Linked DNA regions of Mus musculus: all the other regions are linked to region 3. The links are chromatin contacts, called in public promoter capture Hi-C maps. All regions are on one chromosome and are shown on one strand. The core of a region is the stretch at or near the end of the contact, and the rest is flanking DNA. Distances in the headings are between cores, read along the strand shown. Region 1 overlaps Dennd3 (DENN/MADD domain containing 3). Region 2 overlaps Dennd3 (DENN/MADD domain containing 3). Region 3 overlaps Ptk2 (PTK2 protein tyrosine kinase 2).

Evidence for each region. Promoter capture Hi-C pulls out the DNA fragments that hold promoters and counts their contacts.
Region 1: a contact with region 3 is called in a promoter capture Hi-C map of cranial neural crest. A contact is called at or near these places in 8 of 39 promoter capture datasets (the 3T3-L1 cell line, 3T3-L1-derived adipocytes, the C10 cell line and 5 more), 2 of 484 Hi-C or Micro-C datasets (cerebral cortex and nephron progenitors), 2 of 130 datasets of targeted methods (embryonic basal ganglia and stem cell-derived neural progenitor cells) and 3 of 9 other capture datasets (adipose tissue, liver and pancreatic islet).
Region 2: a contact with region 3 is called in a promoter capture Hi-C map of cranial neural crest. A contact is called at or near these places in 5 of 39 promoter capture datasets (the C10 cell line, cranial neural crest, liver and 2 more), 1 of 484 Hi-C or Micro-C datasets (cerebral cortex), 1 of 130 datasets of targeted methods (embryonic basal ganglia) and 2 of 9 other capture datasets (adipose tissue and liver).

What each region holds. Positions count from the first base shown.
Region 1 is chr15:73,538,546-73,542,209 of GRCm38.p6, forward strand. Dennd3 (DENN/MADD domain containing 3) reads left to right here. Exons shown (of 23, transcript NM_001081066.1): 9 at 2,148-2,303. Among named protein-coding and RNA genes, the nearest start is that of Dennd3, 28 kb to the left of the region's middle.
Region 2 is chr15:73,558,675-73,562,442 of GRCm38.p6, forward strand. It overlaps Dennd3 (DENN/MADD domain containing 3), which reads left to right. Exons shown (of 23, transcript NM_001081066.1): 17 at 3,651-3,758. Among named protein-coding and RNA genes, the nearest start is that of Dennd3, 48 kb to the left of the region's middle.
Region 3 is chr15:73,351,360-73,355,113 of GRCm38.p6, forward strand. The region is part of intron 2 of Ptk2 (PTK2 protein tyrosine kinase 2); the gene reads right to left. Among named protein-coding and RNA genes, the nearest start is that of Gm41344, 42 kb to the left of the region's middle.

The DNA.
Region 1 (3,664 bases), core at 51-2,550, 190 kb after region 3:
TACTATATGCATATATGTTTAGGTACATGCAGGTATTCAGACTTTCACACCTGAAACACCTCTGCTCTCAAAGCTGGGTTCTTTGATCTGTGGTGGGGTTAGAACCCAGGGCCTCAGCACATGCTAAGCCCCATGAAAGACTCCGCAGTCAGGCTGGAGAGATGGGCCAGCAGTTAAGAGCACTGGCTCTCTCCTCTTCCAGAGGACTCAGGGCCAGTCCCCAGCATCCACATGGCAGCTCACAGCTGTCTGTAACTGTGTCAGGGGATCTGACTCCCTCACACGGGCATGCATGCAGGCAAAACACCAAAGAGATGGTAGGGAAAACATGGGGAGTTCACGGCTGCGGGAGCTACAGCTATAGCCATCTTCCTGCAGCGGCCTGGGGGGTTGGGTCAGGCTCCTGAGTGGATTCTTACATATTCCTCTTGATAAGCATGGCAGAGTCATTCCACGCTGACCTGGCTGTGCTGTTTGCTTTGGCAGAAGAACCTAGCATGGTTGGCATGCTTGCTTTTCAGAACCCAAGTACAGGGGTGTGGGGTTGGGTCCCTGCTGTGGCTGGCAGCACCCGCCCCCCCAATGTGCCTGTGGGTGAAGCATCTCACAGAGGTTCAGTCCAGGAACACTGTTTTATAAACCTGACAGATCCATATACTTCTAAGCCCGATCCAGGCCATTGTGGGGGCTCCTTAACTGTCCTAGAAGACAGAGCAACACCTATATACACACATGTTTGGCTGGAGGAACACAGGGCAGTAGGGTTTTTTTCTCCCAGATTCCCCTAGAGGTCCTGGGCCACAATGCTCTTCCTTTTCTTCTGATAAGAAGCTTTCTTCACTGTAGGTCAGGAATAAGGGCCCCTTTTTTGGTAGTGCCGGCTCTGTGTGTGTGTGTGTGTGTGTGTGTGTGTGTGTGTGTGTGTTGTGTGTGTGTGGAGGACAAGGTTCTACAGGGAACAGCTTCTTACTCCAAACTGTGCCCAAACAGAAGACCACCACACTGCAGGCAGCACCGCTGTGTTTCATGTAGGGGAGTCCCTGGTGTTCTGTCCCTCCTGTCCCCTGCTCTGTGCTCTGCCTGGCGAATGTCAGTTTGGTGCTATGTGCAGTTGCCGTAACCCTGTCACACGGGGAAGGAGCTGTGAGGCCTCACTGGTCAGGTCAGCAGGGCTGGGACACCTACCCAGGGCAGCCACACCAACCCGCACCTGCTCCTTTATGGTTCATGTGGTTTTGAATCATGCCAGGCCCTACAAGCTCACCGTGGGCACCCAAGAGCATCTCCTCTGCCTTACCCCTAGGGGCCATGTACCTTGCCTCTTACAGAGCAGGGTCAGACTCTCTCACAGGAGCACCCTCCTCCCATAGTCTGCCTTTTCACCATCATAGCCTCACCATAGGGAGTCTCCACTGGCCTTGATCGTGTTCTGCTCTGTGGCTGGCTTCTCTGTTTTCTGTTTCCCCCTATTCTGGCGTAAGATCCATGCAGTAGGGCCTCTGCCTGGTCCATACTCACAGTCTGTGCCTGACCCACAGTGGGTGCACAAAGAACATTTGTGGACCAGACTTGTGTTGCTCCCGCCTGTTTTAAATGACAGGCTTGTTTGCTAATGCCCAGGGCCTCCCTTGGGCAGATTTCATGTCCTTGAAATGCTGAGGACTGAGCCTATATCACCAAGCTTTTCTCAAAACATGGGCTTGAATGCTGATAGGAAGGCCAGGGCCTAGGCCTGTGTGGTGGCTTTGGCTTTGGGTAAGTTCCTCTGTGCCTGAGGACCTGCAGATGAGCCAATGGCCGCTCTATGCCAGACCACTGAATGGTGGCACTCAGGATCAGAGTAGCTTCTGGTCCTGCCTGGGCAAAGGATGTTGCTGGGTCGCTGATGGGTCACTGTTGGGAACCACGGGAACCATGGGAACTCCTGGCAGCCCTGACACAGAAATGTCTTGTGTCCTGGAAGGAGGCCTGATTGGGTCTGAAGCGAGGCCTTCATGTGGTAACATTTGGAATTGGGAATTAACTTTTGTAGCCCTGGGCCCTTAATGCCCTCCCTCACTGATGACGGGCATCAGAGCATCTTGAACTGTCTACCTGGTCTCTGCCCACGTCACACCAGGTACTCAGCTTAGCCTGCTTTTCCTCAGAGTCCAGAGTCTCCAGCTGCACCCGGATTTGCACCTTGCCCACCTGAGTGCCAGCACAGACTTGAACGAGGGCCGAGCCCGCCGCCGAGCCTGGCAGCAGACTCTCAACTGCAAGATTCAGCACATCACTCTACAGCTGCTCGTTGGCATCTTCAGGTATCACAGATCTGGGAGTGGCTACTGAGTTCATTTCCCAGCCTTTCCTCATGACAAGTGCAGCAGGGTCTGCTCTGACCCTGCCCAACACCCTCCCAGTCTTCAATATCTCTCTCTCCTATCACTGGACACTTAAATGGCTATTTCCAAGGTGGCTTCCTGGGAGATGGTGCCCATGTGCTCTGGCTGAAGGCTCAGGGTCAGTCCAGGGATGGTGTGTCCCAGAAGTGAAGAGATACCTGGGAGGGTGGGGGCCATAGCCACAGGACTCAGAAACCAGCCAGTGCGCCATCCAAGGGGCTCAGGACAGATGAGTGTGTGCTTTGCTGCCGGGAAGCTCTTTGACATTGCCCACTTCATGGTGTGTGCCTGTGCTGCCTGAGCCCCGGGGCGTCAGCTAAGTAGTCAAGTACAGTTTGTGTGTTGAATGTGACACTGTATAGGAGCTGAGTTGTTACTTCCAACAACTCAACACGCATCGATTAAGGAGTTGTATCACGGCTTGGGGCCTTTTCTTCCTTCCAACTCTTACTTCTGTAGCATCCTGCTCCTCTCTTGCTGCTTGCTCCGTGCATCCACAGAGAAGGAGGCTTTGATGCAGGTTCTGGTCTCTTCTGAAGGGTTGTCCACTCAGGGGAGGGGGTTGGCAGAGAGCCATGGCCCTCCCAGTAGTACTCTGATTATTTCCAAACTGAAACTTAAACAGCTTTGTTTTTTTGATGTCTTCACTTACAGAAAGCAAATTGATTAGTAAGAAAATGAAGTGGTGTGTCAGAGACAGATTGTATTGTTTTTTTGTTTGTTTGTTTTTGGGTGTTTTGTTTTTGTTTTGTTTTGTTTTGTTTTTTTGCTAAAAGTGTGGTCCTGGATATGTTTCTTTTTTATTCTTGGGAGGTACATTTTTTTGTAAAAAGATTTATTTATTTATTTATTTATTTATTTATTTATTTAATGTGTATGAGCACACTGTTGCTGTCTTCAGACATACCAAATGAACACATCAAATCCAATTACAGATGGTTTTGAGCCACCATATGGTTGCTGGGAATTAAACTCATGACCTCTGGAAGGTCTCTTATGCTCTTAACTGCTGAGCCATCTCTCCAGCCCCAGGGAGACCAATTTTTTTTTATAACTGAAGCAGTTGAGTGTCTTTATATATTTTTAAGCAAAACAAGAACAAAACAGTTTATAACCAAGTATCCTGGTGCAAGCCTGTGATCCCAGAATTTTAGGAGGGAGGCAGAGGTAGGAAGACCCATAGTGCAAGGCTATCCTCCAAGTTTGAGGCCAGCATGAGCAACATAAGACTGTTCACTCTGCCCAAAACAAAACAGCAGGAAGAAAAGAAGATTCCAGGC
Region 2 (3,768 bases), core at 1,222-3,721, 210 kb after region 3:
CCTCCCCTCTCCTCCCCTCTCCCCTCCCCTCCCCTCTCCCTTCCCCTCTCCCCTCTCCCTTCTCCCCTCTCCCCCCTTCCCTTCTCTTTCTCTCTCTTTCTCTTTCTCTTTCTCTTTCTCTTTCTCTTTCCCTTTCTCTTTCTTTCTCTTTCTCTCTCTTTCTCTTTCTTTCTCTTTTCTTCTTTTCTTTTCCTTCCTTCCTTCCTTCCTTCCTCCCTCCCTCCCTCCCCTCCCTCCCTCCCTCCCTTTCTCTCTGTCCCTCCTTCCTTCCCTCCCTCTCTCTCTCTTTCCCTTTTTCTTTCTCTCTCTCTCTCTCTTTCTTTCTTTCTTTCTCTCCCTTCCTCCTTTTCTTTCTTTGATTTAGTCTTGGGTAGCCCAAACTGGTCTTGAACTCTCTCTGTAGCTGAAGATGGCTTGAAATTCTTGATCCTTCCGCCTCCACCTCCCAAGTATTGGCTTTACAGCTATCAGTGGCTAAGCCCAGCATCTTTTTATCTTTAAAGGCTAGGCTCCTGGGACAGAAATCTCCAGCCTCCTTTCTGTTCGTTTCTCTTTGGCTCTCACATTCTGAAGCCATCCTGAGGTCAGGGTTTCAAGTCTAGGATCAGTGTGCTAACAAGATGTCTTGAGCCTTCTCGGCTTCCACTGTTTCCATTTTAAATGTCCTCCTGCAGCCTCCAGCTTTAAGACCAGCATACTAGAAATAGCAAACCTACGGAGGCCACAAAGAAAGTGTAGCTTAAACGACAATAGGAAGTTCATTTTGGAGCACAGGTTGGTGAAGTAGGGATCTCTGCCACACTATCCAGGTCCTGTTGATACTGAGATATCACTCTTGTTCTGGACCCCTTTAAGCTGTGACTTCCTAGGTTTAGGGTACTTGAAGGGCAGTGCCACCATCCCTGTGATGGCTGACACACTCACGCTCTGCAAGAGGAACCCCCACACTGCTCAGCACCTCCTTCTGTGCCCCTGATGGCCTGTTGGTTCACTATCACCGTGATCTCATCTGTCCAGGGTGTCTCCCGTACCCAGGAGCCTTCCTGACTCCACCCTTTCACTCAGCCCAGTGTTTCCTCAGTGCCTCCGTGAGGAGGCTTGTGCTGGCCCTTTCCCTTAAGGAAAATGTATTGATGGTGAGGTGTGCTGTTTGTGAGTGGATGTACGCGTGCCACGGTGAGTGTTCATGCAGGTGTTGGTCCTCACCTTCCGCCTGGCTTCAGGTGGGGCCCTGTCACTTTTGTCACTTACTGCTGTGTACACCAGGCCAGTTGGCCCACAAGCTTCTAGGGAGTCTGCTGTCTCTGCCCTCTGTCGAGCCATAGGAACAGGAGTTGCAGGGGCTCACCCCACCCGGCTCCTGGCTTACCATGGGTCCCCATACTCATACAGCAAGCAAGCATATATATAACCCATTTCTTTCTTTGTTTTTATTTTATTTGTAATTCACTTCATATCCTGATTACAGCCTACTTCCCTCCTCTTGTCCCAGTCCCACCTTTACAAATCCCTCCCCTGTTGTCCCCTCTCCTTCTCTGCAGGGAAGGGGAGCGCTCCCTTGGGTACCACCCACCCTGGGGCATCTAGTCCCAGCAGGTCTAGGCACATCCTCTCCCACTGAGGCCTAACCAGGCAGTCCAGGTAGGGCAAGGGGATCCAGTGGCAGGGAACTGAGACTGAGATAGCCCCATTCCACTTGTTAGGGCAACCATCTGAACATCAAGCTGCACCTTTGCTACAGATGTGTAGGGGGCCTAGGTCCAGCTCCTGCGTGCTCCCTGGTTGGTGGCTCAGGCTCTGTGAGCTGCCATGGTCGCTGGTTAGTTGACTCTGGATCTTCTTGTGGTGTCCTTGACCCCTCCAGCTTGCTCACTTCTATCCCCCACTCTTCCACAAGACACCCCAAGCTCTGCCTGATTTCTGGTGTGGGTCTCTGCATCTGTTCCCATCAGATGTTGGATGAAGCCTCGCAGGAGACAGTTAGGCTACGCTCCTGTCTGCAAGCAGAGCAGAGTATCATTATAGTGTCAGGGGTTAACTCGGTCACATGGGATGGGTCTCAGGTTGGGGTAGTCATTGTTTGGCTGCTCCCTCGATCTCTGCTCCATCTTTATCCCTGCACATCTTGTAGGCAAGACAAACTCTGGGTTGACAGTCCTTCATTTCTTTAGTGGCTACGGTACTGTGTTGTTTGGCAGCATTACATACTCTCTACCCTTCATCTGTAGTGGACACTTAAGTTGGATCTGCCTTCTGTCTAACAAAGGAAGGCTGCTGTGAATGTCTGTGAAGTGTGTGTCATTTCATCTGTCTTGGGTGTGCAGTCAGGTTTTACAAACAGCTGTCCAAGAATTAGAAAATGACACCTTGGCTTAGCTTCACCTTTCCCTTTGTAATCTGTGTCACTGACTGTGTGGCCCTGATGCTTTCTGGTCATAGAACCTGTTCCTGAGCTGGGACAGAAGCCAGGAGGCTCAGGTGTCCCCAGGTTGCCTGGAGACCCATTGAGCCCTCTGGGAGCTCTAACAGTTTTGGGTCTCAACAGAACTGCTCCTGTGCTCAGATGAGAGTAAACTCAAATAAACAGTACACTTCAGCTGTTTATACAACTTTAAATGTACTCCTCCTCGGTGACAGCAGTTCATGGCCTCTGTAAACAGTTTACAGAGTTGCCATAGTAACACCCAGCACACAATCTGTCATCATCACCTTGTTCCCAGGACGCAGGAGGAGCCATCCGAGCTCAGGTCACAGCACGACGAATTCCTGATCCTGGTTTTAGCAAATCCAGAAATACCTTCTAATGCATGGCTTAACAAAGTGAGGACTCACGACATGAGATCCCAAGCTTAATTTGGAAACATGGAGTCCACCTGTGATGGCAGGTCTATAAATATACAAATGAAAGGACCCGAGTCAGTCACCTGAGGCAGCAGGTGGAGAGGCAGTGGCAGAGGGTCCGGCCATCACTTCCTGCATTGTTGGAACCCAGGAGCCATGCTGGAGGCCTAGTGACTGGCAGGTTGCTGTTCTTCTACAAGCAAGGAACAGGACTTGGTTGTTTCTTTTGAAAAATGAGGACAATAGCAATCACATCAGAAGTGAAAGGCCACCAGTGAGTCCCTAAGGCATAGCCTCTACTGCAGTGCAGGGGATCCAGGGGACAGGAGGAAGTGCCTCAGGGTTAGTGGGAAGGCCATTCAATCTGGCAGGTGGTCTCAGAAACCTCCAGGGAAGGCAGTTTTAGCGCTGTCTGGAAATGTGTTTGATTGTGCAGAAAGAGGTGCAAGTGTGGTGTCTTGGTCATGTAACTAGACTAAGTGTCCATTCACAGATGAATGCGACCTCAAGCTGGCAAGCTGGCTAACTAGGTAAAGGCACTCGCTGCCAAGCCTGGTGGCCTGAGCTCAGTTTCTGAGATCCGCGTGGCTGAAGGAGAGAACTGACTTCCACTAGTGCTTCTCTGATTTCCACACACGTCCTGTGGTGTGCACACCAGGGGCCACCTCCAATGCTACTCTCCATAACAGTTTTTCCAAGAGCGCCCTCTTGAGGCCGTGTACGATTTTACAGTAAACTAACAGGCAAGCTTTACTTGCTGTCCCTCTATCCTTGAACCGGGTAACCCAACTCTCGTGCCTGTGTTTCAGCACCCATGGCGGTCCCAAAGACAACCTCGGAGACCCTAAAACACAAGATTAACCCTTCAGCCGGAGAGACCGCTCCCCAAGCCATTGAAGTCCTGCTGTATACTCCAGGTATCTTGGT
Region 3 (3,754 bases), core at 237-2,736:
GTGCAGGTTGGTCTCACCACAAGCAGTCACAAACTTTCTTTGCTCACTATGTCCTGTTGCACCTGGGCCTGCTGACCACACCACATATCAAGGACTACCACTCCCTACATCTCAGCAAAGGCTCAACTGCAATGTATTATGACATGGCCAACAATATCACTGATGCATTCATCCTCTCTCTTACAGGTGAAGGAATGGGCCACATCTTCCACACAGTAATTATTTACTAAGAATATTTACTAAGCCACTATTATACTGTAGTAGGCACCAATACACAGAGGGTTAGTGAGCTGCATTTGTGCATGTAGTACTACGAAGTGTAACCAGAGCCTTGCATTATCAAAGAAAATGTATCTACTCATAGTCCAAATAATTAATTAAAAGCAAAAATGAGCAAAACAAGATATACTTCCTACCCTAGAAGAGTTTTCAGTCTAGTTGGGAGAAAACCACAAAAGTTTATTAAGTACTTTTTAAAAAAAATTATAATTAATAAGAAGCCAAGTCAATGAGGAAAGCCAGAAAACTAGCTGCTAGGGATTCAGTACTTAGGAAAACTCCAATATTTTGGTATCAAGGCATAGTTGAGAGACATTTCCCCACTTGTTTTATGAAGCATCAATACTTTGATAATGATAATCTGAAAAAAACAATTACAAGGAAAAGTTATGAACAGATATCCTTCATGAACAGACACAAATAATCTAAAATCTAAATAACAAATATACTGAACACAACAGAATAAAAACCAATGGTATAAAATGTTTAAGAGCAAATTTATTATCAGGAATACATGGTCACTGTTAGGTCAGTGATCTTAGTCACTGTTCTATTGCTGTGAAGAGACCAAGACAACTCTTATTGGGGGCCTACTTATAGTCTCAGAAAGTTAGTCCACTATCATCATAAAGAGGAGCGTAGCAGCACACAGGGAAGCATGGTTCGAGAGAAAGACCTTTACATCCTGATTCACAGGCAACAGACAGAGAAAAACACACCTACTCCAAAAAGACCATATCTTATAATTCTTCCCAAGCATTCAAATAAATAAGGGGGGCCCTCATTCAAACCACCATATTCCACTCCTTGGTCTGCATAGGCTTGTAGCTTTGTATACTGTATCATGTTAAAAAATGTGTTTAGTTCAGCTTCAAAAGTTCCCATAGTCTACCACAGTCTCAACACTTTAAAACTCCAAAGTCTCTTCTGAGAAGACTCAAGGCAATCTCTTAACTGGAACTCTTTATAAAATCAAAAATCAAAAGGCAGATTACATACTTCCAAAAGGCAATGAGACAGAATATACATTACATTTCAAAAGGGAGGAAAGGGGAAAAAAGGAGCATAGTAAAGGAATACTGGACAAAAACCCAGCAGGGCAAACTCCAAACTGCATCTCCATGTCTAATATCAAAGAACGCTTCAGATCCAGTCCTTTCAGCTTTGCTGGCTGCAGCACAGTTCTCTCTCTTGGGTTGTTTCCATTCCCAGTCAGCAGCTCTCCTTGGCAGCTCTCCTACTGCTCTAGCACTTCCAACAGCTTGGGCACAGCAACAAAATCCAGGCTTCACCTTTACAGCTTCACACAATCGCCTCTCCTGGCCTCCATACAAGGACTCACTTGACACGACCTGCCTGGCCTCAGAGACTTTCCTTAGCTGTGGAGAAGGTTCCATAACCCTTTTCTTTATCCTTGATTCTAAAGCCAGACTCATGTGACCAAAGCAGGCAAGTTCTTCTGCTTGCTGGGGCTGGAACCTGGGCCCCTCCTTCAATTACGATTGCATCAAATTTCTGTGGTTGATGCTTTTCTTCCCTGTTTAAGCTTTCCTATCAACACCATTAATCCAAAATTCTTCAAATTAGCTTCTAGCAGATGTTTCTGAGCAAACGCAGAAAACAGTTATTCTTTTTTTAAAAGATTTATTTATTATTATATGTAAGTACACTGTAGCTGTCTTCAGGCACACCAGAAGAGGGCATCAGATCTCACTACAGATGGTTGAGAGCCACCATGTAGTTACTGGGAAATGAACTCAGGACCTTTAGAAGAGCAGTCAGTGCTCCTAACCCCTGAGTCATCTTACCAGACCAAAACAGTTATTCTTTACCAAAATATCACAAGGCCATTCTTGTGATTAACCACTTGCTAATATTTTTCCCCTCTGAAACTTCTTGAGGTAAGCCCCTACAGGCCATATCACCCTCAGAACCGCTGTTTTCTCTGCTCCTACTAGGATGGCCCAGTAAGTACTGTTTAGTTTAACCACCTTTCTAGTCCAAAGCCCCAATACTCTTTTTAGTCCCAAGTCTTCCATATTCCTCCAGACAACATGATCAGGCCTGTCACAGTAATACCTTATTTCTGGTACCAACTTTATCTTTAGTCACTGTTCTACTGTTTTGAAAAGACACCATGATTAAGACTCTTAAAAGAGAAAGCACTAAATTAGAGGCTTGCTTAGAGTTTCAGAGGGTTAGTCTATTATCATCATGGCAGAAAGCATGGTGACACACAGGCAGGCATGGTGCTGGAAAAGCAACTCAGAGTTTTACATCCTGATCCACAGGCAGCAGGCAGAGAGAAAAAGACATCGGGCCTGGCATGGACTATTCAAACCTCAAAGCACTCCTGCAACAAAGGCACACATACTCCAACAAGGCCACATCTCCTAATCCTTCCCAACTGTCTACCAATTGGAAACCAAGCATTCGAATATATGGGGAGGTGAGGGTAGAAAGTGCAGTCTTATTCAACCCCCACAGTTGGCTTAACATTAAAAACTTAATATATCAGACTGTGATATACATAAGCCTAGTACCTGAATGACTTGAGTTCAATTTCTACCATCAAAACCATATTTAATTTAATAATTAACACCATAATAGATTACATTTTTTTAAATTCAAGTGATCAATAGAGGTAGAAAAATATTTGACAAAATTTAACATCTTTCTCACTATAAATAAAAAAGCCTCATGAAAAAAAGAACTAAAAGGAATTTTTTCAAATAATAATAATTAAAAATACAAAGCTAGAGCTAACACATTAACCCTGAATACTTCCTGAATCAAAACAAAGATATTTCCTCCCACTATTTCCCCACAGTCAAAACAAATATTGATAATGAGCCAGAGGAAAAGAATGAGATGAAGACATGCTAATGCCCGCTGCAATATTATGGTAAGGAGCTGCTGCTATGTTCACAACAAAAAAGAGGAGGGAGGGCACAGCACAGTCTTCCTGTTAAGTCATCAGAAGCAACATCTATCTGCTTACTACATTGAAAAAAGACACAGCCATGTTTCCTACAGGAAAACTACTCCTCTAATTCAACCATTTTTAAGCAAAAATAGATTAGAATTGATCTGCAATTTAGATTATTTCATCCCATGCCAGACAAGAGAGAAAGTCAGAGAAAAACAAGTCGGAAGGTCACTCTCTGCCAGGCACACTGCTATCCCACTGCTCTTTGTCAAGCCTTCTGTTAGAGGTTCCTTCCTCCACCTTCTAGGATAAGCCTCTCTCAGGTGGGCCTACCTGACAAACTACTTTAGACTGCCACCAGATCCCCAACTTGGATGTAACACTTACCACACTCTATCAATTCAGGGAGCAGAAATCTGTGCCTTTTACTCCTTAGTATCAGCCAAGTATTGACAAATACATTCAGCAAATACTGAATTTGCACTTAAAACTTGTAAAGTTAATTAATGACTTCAAAGAAAAACATTTAAGAGTAGAAGCTATGGG